2 separate regions of the Drosophila melanogaster genome follow, and region 1 is linked to region 2. The links are chromatin contacts, called in public Hi-C maps. All regions are on one chromosome and are shown on one strand. The core of a region is the stretch at or near the end of the contact, and the rest is flanking DNA. Distances in the headings are between cores, read along the strand shown. Region 1 overlaps Sox102F (Sox102F,). Region 2 holds the start of zfh2 (Zn finger homeodomain 2).

The links. Hi-C and Micro-C count contacts between places; a contact is called where the count stands out from the background.
Region 1: a Hi-C map of the OSC cell line shows a contact between it and region 2, with 4 times the contacts expected there. The contact joins the enhancer-like site here to the promoter of zfh2 in region 2. A contact is called at or near these places in 8 of 107 Hi-C or Micro-C datasets (the Kc167 cell line, the ML-DmBG3-c2 cell line, the OSC cell line and 2 more).

The regions. Positions count from the first base shown.
Region 1 is chr4:797,935-801,205 of dm6, reverse strand. It overlaps Sox102F (Sox102F,), which reads left to right. Exons shown (of 5, transcript NM_001014695.2): 5 at 1-770. Among named protein-coding and RNA genes, the nearest start is that of MED26, 11 kb to the right of the region's middle. Within about 2 kb of position 1,650, at least 14 of the 39 cell types and tissues checked have an H3K27ac peak or open chromatin away from gene starts, as enhancers often do. A contact at or near this core is called in the OSC cell line and embryo, where this site is marked.
Region 2 is chr4:500,421-503,756 of dm6, reverse strand. It overlaps zfh2 (Zn finger homeodomain 2), which reads right to left and starts at 1,947. Exons shown (of 14, transcript NM_001258496.3): 1 at 1,900-1,947.

The DNA.
Region 1 (3,271 bases), core at 401-2,900, 300 kb before region 2:
AAATACAATTAAAATCTGTTTGTAAATACAAAAAAATAGGATAGTCATTATTTGAAGTAAGTTTCAGTTCAAGTGCCATTAACGTACATATATACACATGCATACATATATAAGTTATTTGTGAATCCATAGTTTACAGGGCATTCGGTCTTGGGAACCTTGCAATTTTTGTGCCATTTACGCACCAATGCCATAATAACATACCCCAGATTAGCCGTAAACAAATAGGTAGTTAGTATCGATTAATAAAAATACAAAATATACAATTATGTACATGTCAAATTTGTATGCGTCCAAATACTCAAATCTAGTTTAATAGCATCCACTTAAATAAATACATATATTTAATTAGTTGTAAATTTTCATAACTACTTTAAAGTTTATTATAAAGATTGGCTTGTGTGCATACTTAGTAAACAAATTACAATGTTGTTATAATAACATTATAGTATTCCTATTCCGGCGGTAAGCCGCTTTTTCATAATCCTGGTATTATAATATGCTGGCAATCTAAATGCAAATTTAGGAAATCTAATGCACACGTTGTGTATATGATGAACATGTCTAAGTGTACATTCAAATTATTATTTCACTCTAACATAATTAATTTTTAACATATACAATGCAATCGAATCAAAAAGCTCATAAATCATATACATTTTTAAAATGGCTTTCCAAGCAATTGTATATTAACAGCAAGAAATAGAATACTAGAATAATGGCTTGGAACCAATTAAACAAGAACGCGAAATATATCTTTTTGAAAGTTCAATGAATGATTTCTTTTTTTCCTTGAAAAATATTTCGACAGCTCATCCATCCCTATCCCGTTCCCGTTCGGAATTGTTAGATCACTACAAATCAGTGTTTTGAAAACCGTTACTCGTGAAGTAAAATTATATTATGAATTAGTTTTTTGAATTATTTTCACATTTGTATCGATTAAATTAAGTTAACAACAGGCATCGGTTATTGAAATTAAGAATTACAACAATTTCAATTTGAGTTGCAGCTAGGCGACAGTGATGTACACTAAAAGACCGCTTTCTTTTGGAGCACACTTGGAAAACTTTTGGTATTTTTATTTCAGACCCGACCGAAAACAGTGGAATCTTCGTAAACCTTCGGCCAGCCAAATTGGTCTTCCACCGTTATGTATTTATTTTTAGCATCGGGAGTCTTAGAGCTGCTTCAATTAGTTTTATTAGGTGGTATTATAAATGTAGGCTTTATATTTTGTTTTGTGTTAATATTTTAAATTCATTTAAAATTTTTAATTCATGTCACTGTGGTACTCCCAACTTGGATGCGTGCTGCCTCCACCAGCTTCCTGCTCGAGATGAGGACAGCTACCGTTTTTTGAGAGGCCAACTCCAGGCCGGCCACAGCTAGACATGCTTCGACATCCTTGATAGCTGTGTTTGCGAGGCCCACGATCTTTGTGCTTTCCGGAAGAGCAAGGCTTAGAACACTATTGTACGTGGTGTTCCAGAACATCGGTCCCGTGACCTCTCTGGAGCCCAATGACGATTCGATGACAAGCACGCGAGTGCTGAGGTAGATGCCTTTAAAGGCCCTTAGTGACTCCAGCGTCCTTGCCCAGTCAACCGCGTTGAACGCGTTACAGATGTCCATCCTTACCACCAGGCGTTACTTCTTCGTACCACCCTTCCACTTGGAACCTGAAATGGCTCTGGCAGCAGTGTTGGTAACCGTGGAGATCGCGTCCAGCGTCGACAATCCTTTCCGAAATCCGGTTTGGAGAAAGTACCCCTGCAGCCGCTTTTGCTTCGTCGAGCCTCGCCGCAATCACCTTTTTAAAGATCTTACCCATCGTATCCAGCAGGCATTTGGATACGAGGAAAGTTCGGCCGGGAGCAAGCTTGCTTGTGAGTCGGAGTTCTTGTCCCAGCATCAACAGCGATCTTAACCATTCCATCTGATTGGGGGTGTAGCGGCGTCGTCATTTTTACGTTGAGCAGGCGGAGACAAGCTTGAAATACTACTGACTGAAAGTTACGGCCTTGATCCGAGTAGACGAGCTGTTCGGTGAGGCAGAGCTATACACATCGGTCATTTGACGAAGTAACAAAGCTACATTTCGGTTCCCGAGCACTGTAGTAGGCAAAAGACCCAATATGTCAATCGCAAGTCTTTCAAACGGAGCACATAGAACTGTGGGCTGTAGTTGGCTAACGGTACATTGGGTAAGTCCTTTTCTAACACTGCATCACATCAGCGGTTTGCCTGATCCGAAAGTAGGATCTCTTAAGCGTAGCCACTGTCTTTTCGATTCCGAAATGTCCACCAGTGGTGGAGTTATGGGTGCTGAATAAGCCTTCTTCTATAAGAGGGCGCTGCACCACTAAGGCGGCATCCGCCGTTTTGGTCGTAACCACGAGAAGACCCTTGTCTAAGTAAAGCCGCTTAACCAGATGCCAATACGCTTTAGTTTTTGAACTTTCATTCTATGTCTGGGAGCACCTGGCTCCTAGAAGAGGTCGCAAAGTGCGTAGAGATCGGAGCAGCTCTCTTGTACGCATAGAATAACAGCCAAACACAGTATGTGTGCACACTATCCCAGTCGAAAGTGGAAGTACTCCGGAAGTCCTTTCGGAATAATTCTTTGTCGAGTGGAAGTGCTGCCACATAGGTAAGTTACCATACCTTCTTGCCGGCCGTGAGACTATAATTAATAATTCCCTGATATGTTCCCAAAATATATAAAAAAGACCCGGTTCAAAAAATATTTAATCTTTTATTTTATTTAATTACAAGTCTATAAATTTCAGTGTCAGTAGTAATTGTCATAATCAGTGTTGATTTATTATGTTTATGTTTTGCAAGACAATATATCTAAAACTGTATTGTGAATAATTAATAAGAGTAAGAGTAGCAACATAAGACATGAGAGAATGCTGTAAACGAGTTCCTCGACTATCACATACCCGTTACTCAGCTAGTGTGAATGAGAACGCGAAATTTCATAATTTTTCTGAGATATCGATAGATAAATATAAAAGATTTTTTCACTTTACTCTACAAGTAACAGGAATAGCATCTTCGTATTCACCATTTTAAAATGAGGACATTGTAAAAGTAATATATTATAATAATATACAAATATAACAGTATAAAATATAATAATATATATTAATACAATAATACAATACTTTAATAATGTAATAATATAATAATATAATAATATAATAATATAATAATATAATAATATAATAATATAATAATATAATAATATAATAATATAATAATA
Region 2 (3,336 bases), core at 698-3,197:
TCTTCAGACATTGGTATATTTTATATATAAATTATTGGTTACATATTTTACTGACCCTCAAATACGGTCTCTCTCAATAGGGTTTGCGGTTTTGATTTTGCATTTATGTGAAGCCATCAACTTGAGACAGGTGGTCAATAGACAGGATGTTAGGGAGAAGCCGGCAGGCAACAGCAAGGCTTAAAAAGAACCCAATTAAGTAAAAACCCTGATGTGCCAGTTTATGTACATATGTATACAGGTGTATGCGGGTGAAATTGCCGTGACCAGTGGCAGGTGACAGTCGAAAGGTGATCGACCCACAGCAGTCAGTTGGCAACACAAAAGTAGTTTTGCCAAGGACTTTACCACTTTATCACTGTACATACATATATGGCTCCAGTTTTTTGAAAGAATGATTGTACTAAAGACCAAATAAAAGAAATTCACAATGGCTTGAAAAGACATTAACTTTCACACAAAATCTTTTTTTTATATAGAACGAACGGGTGCTGAAAACTATGTTAAATGTCTTTTTTTCTTACACTTGTAATTATATCTGCAATGTGTGCAAATTTCAAGAGAGCAAATCGAGCGAATTGGATGAGTGCAAGGAGAGTGTGTTCGCGCGCGTTACGCCCCTTGATTTAATTTGCCAACTTCTTGGGATTTTGCATTTTAATATAAACACTTTTACTCCTAGTTGGCTGCTTATATCGCAAGCGAGACAGTTGTCTCTTTTTTATACACACATTTTCACACACGCACAGTCACAAGCACAATCACAAGTGGGAAGTTCTGCTTCCTTTCCCTCCCATCACTTGCCATCCGCCCACCCCAGTGCAGACACCGCGACGAAGAGGGGAGAGCTATCAAGACCAAGACAGAGACAGAAATAGACACACAGCGTTTTTGCATATACTTCTCTCGTGGACCACGTGCTCATTAAATCGCTGAAGGCAATTCATAGAGAACATCCAACAACCGACTAGCGCGGCACAGCACCCTTTCCTGTGCCTGTGGTGTGCTCTTTTCAGCTTCTTTCCTTCCTGCGACTTCCGTTCGCACACCCTCGTTGCTCTCAGCTCAAGGCAGCTCGGCTTTACTCGGCTGGGATCGTTTGGCACATAATGCAATTAAAAATAAAAAACTATTCCCGGACGGAATCCGTTTTCGATAGCTTCGATACATCAAACAAAATAGTGCAGGATTGTCCTCATTGGAAGTGGAATGAAACTCTGCTTTTGTCTACGGATTGAAGTTTTTGTTGCTAGGGACCAGAACTCCAATACCAATGCACCTCACACATAAGGATAAGGGTGAGTGTATTGTTTTCTGCTCGGAACTGCACCGTTAGCATGCACCCATATTTCCGACTGATTTAAACATGTAGCAGAAGCGAACTGAATATTTTACGAAGAAGTGCCGCAGAATTGTTCCGGCATGGTTGTTATTTACTCTAATCGAATGTATCCATTTGCAGGTATGGGCAGGAAGTTGGGCTGATCTCGCAATGCATTTTTTTGAAACTGGTCGAAAGGTTCACGGTGTTCTTCATTCTTGCCATTATAGGTTTTTTTTGTGATACTCTGTTCGACACAACGCAAAAGTAAAAAGTAAATATAAAACTCAAGTAGACGCCGTATAACAACGCGCACCCATATCGAACTTTACATAGATATCACTATTCGCAGAATTGGGATTGGGCTAGCAGTGAATGATTGATTACAGAGGTAACACATTTCAGATTGCAGTTAGTTTCACTCTTTGGTTGTTTTTTACTATGTCACTTTTTATGTTTTAGCGCATTTAACCAGCGAATAGTCACAGTCACATTTAGTCTCACAGTCACGCCAACGGCAAATATATCATAATGAAGATCTACAGCGAAACCGCATCTTTGAGAGCTCTAAAACTCACCATCCGACCCGCATCTGACTCATTCAACGTTTTTTTTCGACTGAGCTGAGAGGCAGGCTTACTTGTTTACTTGCTGGTTAATGCTCTCCGGGGCTCTCGAGCTCTGCTCTCCTCTTCTTTATTCTCCGAAAGTCCGACCGAGCCGAACAGAATCGAGTCATGCGTACAAATCAACATTCAAGAGAGACACTGAGAGACTTTGGGAGATTTCCGTAATGGGGTAATTATTGCCACGCAGAGTGGTAATTACGTTAGAGCGAGACGGGAGATGATGTGATAAAACGGTGTACCAATGTGCTTTATGCTTTCACAGCGAGCCTCTCTTTTCCTTATTTAATTTCTGCCTGTTGTTATGCATGTGTGTGTGCCTTTGTTTTGTGTGGGTGCAGCTTGGGCAATCATCTTTCATTATTTTTGTATTACTGCCGACGGATGTTAAAAGATCCAACACGGCAAGTTCCACATCCCATTGTCTGCAGAATGATCAGAAATATTATAGTAATTAAACTGGTACAAAACTATCACAATGTCTCTTTTGAACCGAAATACCTACAGGCAAGCATCGTGGACTCAACATTTAAAAGTAGATCCTTTGTTTTCCCAATAACTACTCAATATTTGTATTCGGAGATATCAAAAATATCTATAAATACAAAAATATATGTATAATATTATTCGTATCACATTGTCATTAAATAAAATTTTTTGAATGTGCAAACCGATTAAGCTTTTCCCAATATTATGTGTGTAATATTTTTTATGTTCGCTATAGTAGAATGTATGCGACCCGAGATGATCTTGAATATGCTTACTTACATATGTATTTAGGATCACTAGCAGAGCCGATCAGGCACGTCCGTTATGAATTATGAAACCTTGAGTTCTTTTTAACATTTTTCTGGACCAAAAGAGAATGTTTATACTTCCGCGACATGTCTTGCGTAAATATTGTACAATATTTGTAAAATATCATGCGTACATGCGTACTATTCCACCGGAATAGTCAAAAAATGCATGTTAAAATGTTTCTTCGTTGAACAAACCACTCGAATCATTAAAAAATAATTGAAAATTTTTTTTATGAAGAATTTTTTAAGCTTAAGAGTGCAAACGAGAAAGTTCAACATTTTTAGGACTATCGATAGAATCGATCAGAAAGACAAAATAAATCGAAAAGTTTGTGCATGGCAGTTTTGGGCATTAGAGTGGGCGTATTTATGATACGTCTCTGGAATGTATCTGGAATCTGAATGTTTAATAATCGAGGCGTTCATACGGACAGACGGATTCATACGGATCGAATCTAGTTATCCTGGTCAAGAATATATATATACTTTTAGGGTTTTTTTTCATCGAATCTGGTACCCTATTATAACTTTTGATCGATGCGTACATGCATGCATGCGCTGCATTCTTCTTTCTCTTTTATCTTTTACA